Linked DNA regions of Canis lupus: all the other regions are linked to region 3. A link is a contact called in public Hi-C data. All regions are on one chromosome and are shown on one strand. Each heading gives the region's core, a stretch centred on a gene start, on an enhancer-like site or on the middle of the called end of the contact. The rest is flanking DNA. Distances are from core to core; before and after follow the strand shown.

What was found. Hi-C and Micro-C count contacts between places; a contact is called where the count stands out from the background.
Region 1: a contact with region 3 is called in a Hi-C map of blood, with 2.9 times the contacts expected there. The contact joins the promoter of IARS1 here to the promoter of MFSD14B in region 3. A contact is called at or near these places in 2 of 9 Hi-C or Micro-C datasets (both in blood).
Region 2: a Hi-C map of blood shows a contact between it and region 3, with 2.5 times the contacts expected there. The contact joins the promoter of ZNF484 here to the promoter of MFSD14B in region 3. A contact is called at or near these places in 2 of 9 Hi-C or Micro-C datasets (both in blood).

What each region holds. Positions count from the first base shown.
Region 1 is chr1:99,763,605-99,768,295 of UU_Cfam_GSD_1.0, reverse strand. It overlaps IARS1 (isoleucine--tRNA ligase, cytoplasmic), which reads right to left and starts at 1,367. Exons shown (of 33, transcript XM_038527397.1): 1 at 1,235-1,367. It overlaps NOL8 (nucleolar protein 8), which reads right to left. Exons shown (of 17, transcript XM_038527398.1): 16 at 3,577-3,656; 17 at 2,969-3,147. The coding sequence ends at 3,097.
Region 2 is chr1:99,850,310-99,855,054 of UU_Cfam_GSD_1.0, reverse strand. ZNF484 (zinc finger protein 484) reads right to left here and starts at 2,269. Exons shown (of 5, transcript XM_038527416.1): 1 at 2,028-2,269.
Region 3 is chr1:99,996,102-100,000,864 of UU_Cfam_GSD_1.0, reverse strand. MFSD14B (hippocampus abundant transcript-like protein 1) reads left to right here and starts at 3,471. Exons shown (of 13, transcript XR_005354392.1): 1 at 3,471-3,622.

The sequences.
Region 1 (4,691 bases), core at 118-2,617, 230 kb after region 3:
CTACAAATAAATATGTGAAAACAACTTAAATATCCATGAATAAGTAAAAGAAGAGACTTAAAACATAAATATGTAAATAACACCCATGTTTAAGTAATTTTGTATTTGAATTTAGAAGGCTACACCTACCAAACTACTATGGGAGTGGAGTACGGCATCAAAAAACGGGTCTTTACTTATTACCTCATACCACTCTTCTTCTTCTTCTTCTTTTTTGATATATATTCGCTTTATTACAAAACTTTTAAAATAAAGAGAAAAGTAAATACGGTATACCTGACATACCACCTTCCTAATGGAGCTCTGAAAGTATCATTTTCGTATTAAAAAAAACTCAGTCACTCCTCTCTCCCCAAAAATATTATGCACAGACTTTTCCTCCTGACTTTTCCTCTTACAAAACTCCAGCTCCAGGTACATCTGTCTCGGACGCGGCTGGGAAACAAAACCCCTTTCCTGATCTGCTCTCCTGCATCTGGACCTCTCTCCACGCACTCCAGCGCCACCTTGCTGAAATGTCGCTGAAAGGATGCTCGCTCCTCCTCAGAATAGCCCTCCCTGAGTCTGTTTCTCTTACACACTGTGGTCTGCTCCACACTCTCCAGGATCTCCAGCTGCAAGCCCGGTGCCCGCAGAAGCGCCTGCAGAAGCACGTGTACCGTCAGGGTTCAGTGTTTGTCTGAAGGAATCGCTGGGCCAGCGCCCTTATTTCCATCAGTGATACTGACTCTTGATTTCAGTTCACGTCATGATCTCGAGGTGGTGAGGTCAGGCTCCCCGCTTATGCGGAGCCGGCTTTAGACTCTCTTCATCTCCACCCCCGCGTCCCTTCCCCGGTCGTTGGGGCTCTCTCAAATAAATAAATCTTAAAAAACAAAATCAAATTCCAAAGCCAATGCTGGAAGGGTTGTGCCGGGAGGAGCCCGTGAAGTAGACTAGACTGAAAAGGGAGGAGTACCACCACGCGTTCCCGCAAGCCACTTCGCCCGGCCTCCCAACGTAGCAAACTACCACATCGGATTCTCGCAGCCAGCCGGCCCCCCCCCGGCAGGCGCGGCGGGGCGGCGGTGCTGAAGGGGCCCGCGGGCAGGGCAGGGGGAGTGACCTGGGGCGACCCCGCGGGCAGGGCACGGGGTTGGAGTACGTGGGGCGACGCCGCGGAGAGGGCCGGGTGACCTGGGGGCGTCCCCGCGGGCAGGGGTACCGAAGAGGACCGCGCGCAGGGCGTAGGTACCTGAAGGGCCCGGGTGCGGGCGCGCCAAGAAAGAACCGCGTGCACGCCGCGTCGGGCGTCCGGAGGTGATGCAACGCTCTGACAGCGCCCGGCAGGGAGGAGAGGCTGGTCTGCGCCGGCCAACCAGCGTGCGCCGCCCGCCACCCATCAACAAGCCGAATGCCGATTGGTTGTACGGGCCCCGGCCACGCCCACCCTGACGCGCGCGACGGTACGCTCTGGGAAGGCGGCCGTGCGCTCCAGCGGAACGGCAGTCTGTGGGCGGTGTCGGGCTCGGGGCTGGGGACTGTGCGTATTCAGGCATGGAAATCGGGCGGCTGTGCCGTGCAGCCCCGACCTGCGTGACCATTGAAGGGTTCAGGGTTGCGGGGCCACCTGCGACGGGCCACTGGTACTGCGGGGAGGGGGCACCTGCGGGCGGGTTACCGGCACAGCCCTCGAGGGGCCCCGCAGCCCTCCGGAGTCCCTGCGTCCTCCTGTACAGCCATGGTTCACGAGCCTCACGCACACAGTAACACAATAGAAGGGAAGGAAATGCTTCTTGTTGACCAGGTTTAGTTATCCCTGTCTTAACATTTCCTGTGATGAAAATATGTATTTGCTGCTTTATCGATCTGCTCGTTTAGTTTATTGTCAGTGCCATGGGTCTGCTGGCACTGGATCTGCTAGTTCAAAACCAAAGGGAAGCTGGAGCGGAAGGGCAGTGGGCTTCAGGCTTTGGCACCAGAGACTGAAGGAGAGGGGAGGCCTTACAAATGCAGAGCAATCCTGCAGCAGCTTCCTGCATCCCTGGGCGAGTTTGTGCAAGCATTTGTTCACAGTCCCACTCCAGGATGAGAGTTGGGGTCTCGTGGCCTTGCTCAAGGGGGAAACTCTAGTCAGGAACTCAGCTGGGCACCTACATCTACTAGTGTTTCTTCAGCTTATTAACCAGAAGGACTCCACTCTGTGTTGTTCATTTTTATCATCTGTCCAGCCATTCCAGATTAGAGCAGGAAAGAAGGCTCCTGGATAGATGCCTTGAGGAGAAAAGGTGGGGATGACAGTTCTGATAATTTGAAAGTTGGATTGAGAAACAACTTTATGGCACTGTTGAAAAGTGATAAGGCTAAATCCAGAAGTTGAGCGAGTGTGTGTGTGGGAGGGAGATTCTAGGAAAAAAGTTAAATGTGGTCAACATCCACAACTCAGATCAGAGTCGAATCTCAATTGTTAGAGTAGGAAGTCAATAGGTAATGGGGTACCTGGGTGATGGGCATTAAGGAGAGCACGTGATGTTATGAGTGCTGGCTGTTATATGCAAGTGTTGCTTGTCTGAAATGTCTTGCATTTCAGTTAGTTGTTCATCAGGACACAAGTACAGAACTCAGGCTGATTTGTATTCAACTTCTTTAAAAAAAAAAGGCAAAATGGAGGTAAAGTATATTCTATACAATCAGAAATAAGTATGTCAAGTAGTCTATAATTCACACAAAGCTGAACTGGCAAACAAAAGTGCTCTTACTCATACATTTAAAAAGACTATGTAAAACCTGCGTTAGAAGATACCCAGTAGTTAATGAGAAATTAACTAGATGATGATATATAGAGATATATATATATATATAGAGAGAGATGATATATAAAAAATATTTTGGGGGATTATCTTATGCTTTGTTGAAAAAAAATTCAGGTTATTTTTTGAAAAATTACTTAGGAAGAGATACAAAGGAAATCTACAGAAAAAGACAATGATATCCATCAAGCACATTTTAATACTCCTTCACTATGAATTCTTTCTCACTTAAAATTATTTTCTGCATCACCCAATTTCCATAGGCGAGGCTTCTTCACATTCATATCAAAACCAATGCTGACATTTATTATTTTGGTTTCACTCTCCTTTTGGCATCTTTATGTTTCTTCCGACAGTCCTATAAAAACATCAAGCCTTTGTTAAAAATAAATGTGAATCATTTTCAAGGTGTTCAGTAGCTATAAAAATAAAATTCAGGTTATTCAATGTTAGAATTATGTAAACCACTATGGGAGTGCTCACTTTGAACAGAGTATTCAAACTTTCTAAATGTCTGCCATGGAAACTGTATTTTAGTCTTCCAAAAATCTCGTGATTTACTGATACTTAAGTGTGGCTGGAGCTCGGGTCCCTAAGTTGGCTGTTCTGCAGGCTGCTAACCTGCACCAGGTGTGTCGTGACCTAAACAGTGCCCCTCTGTGCGCTGGAACTGAGCATTTAAGTCATGGTCTCAGGTACTACCCTTTGTGTCTGAAATATTACACCAGGCAAATACTAACAAAATAGCACATTTTAGGAGACAGTCAATACAGAGATAGTTACTCACCATTCGCAAGTTGTTTGTTCTAGTCTCCCAAGAATTCCTGCTAATATTACTTCCCACTCCTCTCCAGAATAAATCAGAACCTACAAGCAGGAGATTAATGCCTTTAAAATGGATGATACACTAGCGCTGGCATTATCAAGGGCTTCAATTCTAGTTAACACCATTTCCCCCCCTAATTTGTTAGTTTTAAGAATATATATCCATTTTTTTACAAAATGAAAATAGAGAGGGACACCAGGATGGCTCAGTGGTTGAGCATCTGCCTTCGGCTCAGGGCATGATTCTGGGGTCCTGGGATCAAGTCCCGCATCAGGCTCCCTATGGGGAGCCTGTTTCTCCCTCTGCCTATGTCTCTGCCTCTCTCATGAATAAAAAAATAAAATCAAAATGAAAAGAAGAACCAAAATGAAAATATAGAACTTCTAGGATTTTACTGTTTATGTATTACTATTATGTATCTTGGTTTCTGTTTGTGCTAGGCTTTAAGAAAAGAATTCACCAAGAGCCTGAACTTTCAGGGTCCTAAAAACAGTTTTGCAGGTCTGGAATCTAAGCAAGTTCCCATAACAAAGAAGCCCTTGTTGATGATAATTGATGGGGGAACAGAGGACTAGCTGAGGACAAAGCACAAGTCCCAGGCAGCACATAGACAAATCCTTGCAACAGGCAGAGGGACATTCCTCTATGGACTCAACTGTCTTGATGTTAATACTTTGCTGAGGGCAGAAGGCAATCTTAGCCCGACCCCCAGGATCCTGTTAGTATACTTTAACTATACTAACTACTTTAACTATAAAGGAGTATAAAAACTCCTTTATAAATTTCCTTTATCTCTAACCTCCCAAGATACATGTTGGTGATCGTCCCCCAAGCACATGGCCCACCCATATACATCTGAAAGGTCTCATGACTCAGGTTTTATTAGACGGAGGTAAGTGACCTCTTCCTAACAATAGCTATCCTGCCTCAAGGTCCTGGAAACCTGGCTTCCAAAATTCCTTACAGAGTATGCTATTTCCAAACCCCTCCCAACTCCCAGGTATATAATTAGCCACCCCTCACAGGCCCAGGGCAGCAGCTCTTCCTGCCCATGGGTCCTGTCCCCATATTTAATA
Region 2 (4,745 bases), core at 1,020-3,519, 140 kb after region 3:
GACGGCAATATGAGTATCAAAGTGAAATTCGAAGTTAATGTGCTTTTTTGTTGAAAAGAGGGATTCTATAATAATAGCATTTGATAAATGAAAAAAAATGATACAAAATACATTAACCATTACATGTACGTATGCCTGCACCCAAAATACATACCTGAACCCAAAACACATATGAATAAAACTAGCAAAAAACAAAACACCCATAGATCTATAAAGTGAACCTTCAGTGAGAGATTGTTGTTTTTTAGAATACAATAAATCAAGTGGACCAAAAACTAAAAAAGAGGAAAAAGATTTAAAACTACAAGTAGACTATTTAATATACATAGAGAACTCGGCAACATACAAACAAAATACACTCTTTCTCTTATATCCATTGAACAAAGTTTACTGTATAAGTCAAAGAAAATCTTGATACATTTTTAAATATTGATACTTTACAGGCTACATTTTGCTACAACACAGTCAACTTGAAAATAAAACAGATCTTAATACTTTGGAAATGAAGAAAGTCTCCTAAATAACTCAGGATCAAAAAACATCAAATTTAAATTAGACACCTGATAGGGGTGCTGACAGGCTCAGTCTGAAGAGCATGATCTTGGGGTTGTGACTTCAAGCCCCATGTTGGGTGCAAAGATTACTTTAAAAAAGAAAAAGAAGGGACGCCTGGTGGCTCCCGGGTTGAGTGTCTGCCTTTGGCTCAGGGCGAGATCGTGGAGTACCGGGATCAAGTCCACCCACATCAGGCTTCCTGCATGGAGCCTGCTTCTCCCTCTGCCATCTCTCTTTCTGTGTCTCTCATAAAGAAAGAAAAGAAAGGAAAAGAAAAAAAAAAAGGAAGAAAAGAAAAGGCACCAGTTAAGCCTCCCACTCTTGATTTTGGCTCAGGTCATGATCTCAGGGTTGTGGGAGAGGGAAGTCTGCCACCCCCTTCTCACACTCTCTCTCTCTAAATCTTCAAAAAAAACATAAAAAAACTATACACTTCATAAATTGATATAAAGGAAATTTTATACTCCTATAAGTATGCAGCATAAAACTGAAAAAATAAGGGGAAGAATGACAATTTACATCAAAAAGTGAAAAAATAAGAGAAAGTATCTTTTAAAAAGGGAGAGACTAAATTAGTATAAAAACAGTAGAGATGGGGCACATAGGTAGCTCAGTCATTTGGGTGTGCGGCTCCTGATTTCTGCCAGGGTCATGATCTCAGGGTCCTGGGATGGGGCCTCCCCTGGGACTCCTTAGAGTAGCGCGCCTGAAATTCTCTCCCTCTCCCTCTGCCCCTCCTACCCCTCTTGTGGACACCTGCTCTCTCTCTAAACAGATAAATCTTTAAGAAGAAAAAAGAAGTAGAGATTATAAAGACAACCATGGTCCTTTAAACTGGTCCATACTTTAAATGTACTTTTAAATGGTCCATAAAATAAAATTTGAGACGTTTAATAATAAAAAAAAGAAAGAAAAACATATTATGAGTAGCAAAGTAGCTCCTAATCTGGGTAACAGATCAAAATGAGGTAAATGAAAATTTATGCTTCATGGCAATAATTTTTAAATCTCTAGCAAAATATAGCACAAATAAATCATAAATATTCCTAAACCAAAAAGCCTAAAAAACAGAGGATATCAATTAATGTCTAACATCACTCATCCCTCAGACTCCCCACTATTCAGTCTCCACAGTTATCCACTCCCACTGACCCTACAAACCCCGCCCCGCCCCCGCCGACCGACCGACGGAGACCCCGGGGACGCGGGCCTGCCCCAGCCGACCGACCGACGGAGACCCCGGGGACCCGGGCCTGCCCCCGCCGACCAACCGACGGAGACCCCGAGGACCCCGACTCGCCCCCGCTGACGGAGACCCCATGGGCTCCATTATTTCATCCACTGCCGGCTCTCATCACTGACCCGATGCTAATCACAGACATCAGACACGTTTCTCCGCTCAGCTCCCGACGTTCCCACCGCTGTACTCACCTGCCCCTCACCCACGCTCTCTTAGGACCGTGGCCATTTACCTCAGGCAGTGACTAAACCTGGCCGACTTCCTTTCTCGCTCTCTCTCAGTCCCTGCGGGACTCCTTCAGCTGCCGCCTGGGTGTGCGCATGCTCCGCAGCTGCTGCTTGGCGGGAGGTCTCCCCACTCAACATGGCTCTCTGCTAAAATCGGCCCCCTCCAAATGGCTGACTCAGCCCAACATGGCGGCAATCGTCAGCCAGGCCTGCGGGCGGCCATGTTGAAGTGACGTGAGACTTCGTCGCTCAGAGCCGTCAGGCGGCTAGCGGCGGCCCGGCTCTGGCAGTAAGCCAGAAAACCGGAGCCTCTTCCTCAGAGCTGCCTAAGGCCTTTCTGCGTGCGCGTCTGCGCGCAGCACCATTTGAGCCAATCAGCAATTACAGAACACCCCAAAACAGTAGGGTACGCATTCTATTCAAGCACCTTTGGAGCGTTTATCGCGGTTTATTTTAACTTGGGCCATAAAACAAATCTTACAAAATTTAAGAACTGAAATCGTACAGGCTCTGTTCTCTGGACACAGTGGCATCAGTAGAAATTGGGAACTAAAAGACAACGGGAAGTTAACGCTTGTAAATTAACACAGTTCTAAGTAACCCATAGACCAAAAGAAGAAGTCTCAAGAATTTTAGAATACACTGAAATGAATGAAAATAAAAACGCAGTATCTCAAAATGTGTAGGTTGTAGCTAAGGCAGTGGTGAGAGGAAATTCTGTACCAGGGAAAATTGCAAAGGTTTACATTACATAGGAACAAAATTCTCGAATCAACTGCCTACACTCCCACCTCAATAAACTAAAAAAGGAAGAGCAATAAACCTGTAGTAAGAAGGAAGGAAATAATAAAAAGTAGAAACAAACAAAAAAAAAGTAGAAACAATGAAATTGAAAAACAGTAGAAAACAAGGTGGGCGGGGGTTGAGGGGGGGTGACTGGGTGACCCGCACTGAGGAGGGCCCTTGATGGGGGATGAGCGCTGGGTGTTATACATGTTGGGAAATCGAACTTCAATAAAAAACAAATGAAAAAAAAAGTTGAAATGAGTATGTAGAAGAGGTATGTGCCCTCCTGTTTTCATTTCAGCATTATTCACAACAGCCAAAAATAAACAACCAAAGTGTTCATCAACACACAAATGGATGAAGAAATGAGGTACATATACGCAGTGGAATATTTCGCCACAACAAAAGGAAATGCCATTTGCAACAATATGGCTGGGACTTATTTAAATCAGAGAAAGACAAGTAGTGTATGTTCTCACTTTTATTTGGAATCCAAGAAATGAAAAAACAAAAACGAACCTGAAATCAAAGATACAGAGAATAGATTGGTGGTTGCCAAAGGTTGGGAGAGGAGGGTGCTGAAGATTCTCAAAAGGTGCCTACTTCCATTTATAAATAAACCTGGAGCTAAAATGCACAGCATGGTGACTATAGTTAATAATACAGTAGTGCATATTTGAAAGTTACTAGGAGAATAGAACTTAGAAGTTCTCAATTGTAAAAAATAAAATAAAATTGTAACTCTGTGGTGATATGTTAGACTTATAATGGTGATTACTTTGCAATATATGCTATAGCAAATAATGTTATGCACTTGAAACTAGTTATATGTCCATTATATTTCAATTAAAAATGTAATGATGTGAGATAATGGATATGTTAACTAACCTTATTTTTGAAATGGTTTTATTTATGTTTAAGATATTATTCATTCATTCATGAGACACAGAGACATTGGCAGAGGGAGAAGCAGGCTCCATGCAGGGAGCCCAATGCAGGACTCTGGGATCACAGCTTGAGCCGAAGACAGACACTCAACCACTCAGCCACCCAGGCATCACGTGATGGCTTTATGATATATATGTGCACTAAATCATCACATTGTACATTTTAAACTTACACAACATTATATGTCAATTAGATCTCAGTAAAGCTGGAGGATGGATTCAAACTCAAAAACAGTTACTAAAAAATGATACAAATAGATTAAAAGTAATAGAGAAAGCTATAGCACACTAAATAACACTAAAAGAAAACTAGGACGCTTGGGTGGCTCAGTGATGGATCATCTGCCTTCCACCCAGGGCATGATCCCAGGGTCCTGGGATTGATTTCCACATCAGGCTCCCTGCATTACCTTTTGCTTTGCCAATGGATTTCAGGATGCTTTAGCAAGGACATGCAGTGAAAAAGGAAAACCAGCAGGCCTTGTCATCCTTGAGGAAGTGGGACAGAAAAGGAGCATTTAGAGAACATCTACTTGAGGAAGACCAAAATCTCCTAGGAAGCTATGGGACAGAACATCTTGTGACTTGATTTTGCAAACTGGAGATAATGAAACAAAGTTTATCTTTAAAAAATAAAGGATTACATTTGCAACTTTGCAGTATTTCTTGGAGATGACAATGATTAGGCTCTATCATCTAACAATGATTTCCTTGTTATGGAAAATCTTAAATACACATGTCACAAGCACACTACAAAGGCACACACACAGAGTCCACTTTATCCAGTCCTCAGGCAAGATTAACATAATTGTAAACTCAATGATATTTCACTACATGTTTAACTTGGCTCCTTACATGTCTCATCAAGCAAAGCACAAGATAAAGTCACACGACAAACAAGATAGAACAAAAGGTAGAAGGTTAATGAACCACATGTGAAGTCAGTCTGTGAGTGAGCAGTTGAAGGAAGGCCTCAGTCCAGTCTAGGTC
Region 3 (4,763 bases), core at 2,222-4,721:
TTTCCCTCTGCCTGTGTCTTGGCCTCTCTCTCTGTGTCTTTCATGAATAAATAGATAAAATCTTAAAGAAATTTATACCAAATACATTCTTAATTCTAGACCCAATCATTTTTTTAAAGGTTTTATTTATTTGTTCATGAAAGACACAGAGAGAGAGAGAGAGAGAGAGAAAGGCAGAGACACAGGCAGAGGGAGAAGCAGGCTCCATGCAGGGAGCCCAATGCGGGACTCCCGGGACCCCAGGATCACTCCCCGGGCCAAAGGGGTGCCAAACCGCTGAGCCACCCAGGAATCCCCCTCTACAAGGTATTAATCAGTGTTTCAAGAATAAAAGTGTTTGAGAAACACTACTTACTATATGTTCTCTATGGAAAATCATGATATCCATCAGCATATTAAAACTAGAGGAGGGCAGCCTAGGTGGCTCAGCGGTTTAGCCCACCTTCAGGTCAGGGCATGATCCTGGAGACCCGGGATGGAGTCCCATGTCAGGCTCCCTGCATGAAGCCTGCTTCTCCCTCTGCCTCTCTCTCTCTCTGTCTCTCTGTCTCATGAATAAATAAAATCTTAAAAAAAAAAAAAAAACTAGAGGAAATCTGGCAACAAAAAAAGAAAACATTTTAATTTTGTTATTATTTAACACACAGTTATTTCCTACCAGGGGAACATTTTTCCTCCTGCAAACCTATTAGCAGAAGAACATCTTTTCATTAATAATATGAATTCAAACAACGGAGATATCTAAACCACTTTTGGATGAAATAAGGTAACACATGTATCTTTCAGTTACTTTCCTAGAGTCTAAGATGTTGAATTAAATTATGTGGACTCCCAGGTCTTTGACTTTGATTAGTGCAGAATTAATGAAGAGGTAAGGGTAAGGGTCCATTTAATTCCTATGGTATAGCTCTCAACATAATGTAATTATACAATTCACCTTTTAAAAATTACTTTTATGAGTCTCCAGATGAAGGGACCAGACCTCACAGTACCATCATCAATACAGTGTTATATTTATGGCAATGCATTTTAAACAGGATTTTCATAAACTGGTATGCATTTGGAGGATAATCAGGAAAGATGGCAGGTTATTCTTGACATTTTAAACAACTGCAATAACACATTTTTGTGTAGATATAGAGGGTAGAAGGATCAAAGCATAGCTGAAACAGGCAAGCAGTCTTTGGCTCAATAAAAAGATATAATTCCAAAAAATTAAAGCCTTCCATAAGTGAACTGGGTGTGTTATATCCCTTCTCTGGCTATATTTAAGTAGAGGTTAGATGACAACCTGCCTGAGATATTGTTGGGAAATTTTGTACTCTCAATTTCATACTGGTGAGTTCTAACATCCCATCAGTCTTCTATTGTGAACTAAAGAGTCTTCAATCAAGGCCAAGTAGCAACAAGTCCCTTCATTAAGAGGCAATCCAGGTTGGTCACCAGAGATCAAGAACGGTGTTCTTTCAGGAAAAACCAATTTTGGAGATTCATGTGCTTTAGGAGGCAATGTCTGAACAGAAAGTATAAATTAAGCTATAGCTATGAACTAAATTGTATCCTCTCCCAAAATTCATATGTTGAACTCTTAACCCCTAAAGTGATGCTATTTAGAGATACGGCCTTTTGAGAGATAGGTTTGGATGAGATCATGGAGGCAGGAGTGCTCATGATGGATTTGTGTCCTTATCAGAGAAACCGGAGAGCTTGTCCTTGTGAGAACACAGTAAGGTGGCCAGGAAAAAAAGCTCTCAGCAGAATCTGACTACTGGCACCTTGAGCTCAGACTTCCAGCCGTTTGAATTGTAAGAAGTAAATTTCTGTTGTTTAAGCCATCTAGTCTTTGGTACTTTGTTGTAGCAGCCTGAGGTGACTCAGACACCAAAGTTCTACTAGCTCAAGGCCTGGGAGGCACCTAGCCAGTGTGCAGACTATGTCAGAACACACAAAAATCTTTAGGATTGTGCATGAACTGTTTGAAACGTTAACTTTAAAAGTAAGGCTGCCAGTTCTTTTACCAGCAAAAAATGGGCTTATTGAGAAATATCAGAGAATTGCAATCCAGGGCAAGAAAGCAAGGTAGTGTGTCAAAACCACAGACTAGCCCCAAGAACCCAGAAGAGGAAGATTCTCTTACAGGGAAAGTTGGGAGGGCTGTTACCAACAGCAAGTCCACTGGAGGAAACCAGAATATTGAGTATAATGGCTTTTCACCGGTGGGGCTGTTGAAGCTTGGGAGAGAACATTTCTCCCTCTTGCTGGAATAATGCTAAAGCAAAGCAGCATGGACTTGCAGGGTGTGTCTCTTCCCGTTGGGTTTACAGGTGCCGGGATGTGGTGGGGCATGAGACCTCCCCCTTCTGGCTTCCTTTTATTAACTCTCTCAGAAATAACACAAGTTGTAAATCAATAGTGGACTGATTGGACTTATTTCATTGTTAGTTAAATCCATCTGGGTCTCCCCAAGAAGGAGAAAGGCATAAGGTCTTCAGGGTTTCAAGGTATTCCTCTTCTTTCAAGGAGGACTGAATGCTCAACCATCTACCAGGACAAAGTATTCTAACCATATTTGTTCTCCAAACTGGTGCGGCAGCCCAGCCTGTTAGCTTTGTAGTTACCAAGTTACAAAGTAGGATGTATCGTTTCACAAAGTCTCACGACAGTGTAGCTTCCTCCTTCTGCACATCTTCACCTAGCCTCCAGCCACTATCCCTACTTCACACATGAAGTTCTGTGATTCTAGCTATCAGTTCATACTCGCCCTGCTGGAACCATGGGCCTGCATGTTCCCAATACCGCCCTTCCCGCGCACCCCACAGCCTGAGCTCTCCAGCAGCTTCGTTAGAGTTCGGAGAGGAACAGAACACGTTCGTTACAGTGCACGTAGCACTTTCCCGGTTCTGGATTCCAGACCGTGTCGGAACGTGTCCATTTCTGTACCTGGTGAGGACGCCAGGAATCATCCCAGAGGAGCCCTCATTACAAAAACCCCACGCATGTAGGACGGTTTGCCAGACTGGGCGGTGTCGCAGGAAACAGAGCGCGGCCGGCTTCCGTTGCGGCGGTCCTGGGGGATGACGTCCTTCCGCCGCGCGGCGAGGCCCGGAAGCCCCCGCGGCTCCAGAGACCCGGAGGCCCCTCCCGAGGTGGGCGGGGCGCTGCCTGAGCCCTTCGGCGCGGGCGGGGAGCTAAGGCGGGAGCTGAGGCGCGAGCTGAGGCGCGGGGCGGGGCTTCCTGAGCGTCCTGGGGCCGCTGACGCCGCTGGCAGCCACCACAATCGCAGTGGCTGCGGCGGGTACCTCCGGCGGCCTCTACAGCTGCGCTCGGATCCTCACCTCCTCAGCGGCTCCAGCTCCAGCCGCCCTTACAGCCCTCGGCGTCGCCGCTGGCGCCGCCGCCCGACCCGCAGGCCGCCGCGGGCCGCGGAGCCCATGAGGGCGCGGGCCCCGCCGCCGCGTCCGCGGCGTCGCCGTCGCCCCGGAGCGTCCCGAGCCGGCGCGGGCATGGCCGCGGCATGAGCGAGGACCCGCCGCCAGAGCCGGAGGACAAGACGGCGTCTGTGCCCCCGGCGGGAGCCATGCCGGAGAAGCGCCCGGGCGCGCAGGCCGCCGGCGGCATCTCGGTGAGCGCGAGCGCGGGTCCTGGCCGCGGCGCTCGGCCCGAGGCCCCAGACTAGGGGAGGCTGGGCGGGGTTGGGGTACCGGGCTGCAGGGCCGGGGCGCGGCCCGGGGCTGAAGTGCAGGGCCGGGGCCGGGGTGCGGGGCTGGGGCACGGGGCAGAGCTAAGGTGCAGGGCCGACGTGCGGGGCGGCGGCCGGGGCGGGGGTGCGGGGTCAGGGCTGAGGTACAGGGCTGGGGTGCGGGGCGGCAGCCGGGGCGGGGGTGCGGAGCCAGGCGCTGCGCCCCTCGGGGCTTGGGGAGACGTGCAGTGTCCGCGTCGGCTCCGGCTCTCGGAAAGCCGGTCCATTCCGGGCTCAGCCATTGGACTCCTTCAGTGCTGGACTTTCCTAGCGCCGCTCGTCTGCTGACGGAACTCGGTGGTGGTGGGGGTGGTTATCGTTTCAAAGAACGCTAGACACGGGGCTGAGTATAAGTAATTTAGTTCTTTCGGGAATTTGTAGACGTGCGACTGGCCGAGCCTAAATAGATGTGTGTGGGCCTTTGGGACCGTGGTCCGGCCCTCCGCCAGGGAAGTTGGCGATGCGGGCTGGGCAGCGCCTCGGCTCCCGCCTCCTGGACAGTGGGAGGGCGGATCTCGGAGCTATAGCCGCGGCTCTGGAGCCCTGGCTTCACGGGCCTGCGTTCGGGAGAACAGGCTTGGTTGGTGGCGCTGTGCTTTGCTGTGGTGAAGTAAGCCTAGAGAGCCAGTCACTTCTTAAAGACCTTTTTTTTTTTTTTTTTTTGTCTTGTTTATTTAGGACAGGAAATATAGCAACTAACCCCGAGAAAACTAGAAATTTTGAGAAAATTAAATGTATGCAGTTTCAGCAGACATACCTCTATTTGCTTTTAACCAATGCTGCATGATTATTGTTTGGTGATGGGAGTCCCCATTAGTAGAATTGGGGGTCGGCGGTGAAATCGAAGGAGCAGTAGGTAGAACGGAGCCAGAAGAGCTGGTTTCTACTCTTAGTTCTGTGGGAACCAGGCTGCACTATCAAGGTCCCGACACAACCCTGCTTCTCAGTGCCCGATCTTTCTGAGAGCTTAGCAATGTTGTAGGACCCTCCTTGCTCAAGTGAGGTCTTAGTTTTGAAAAAGCGT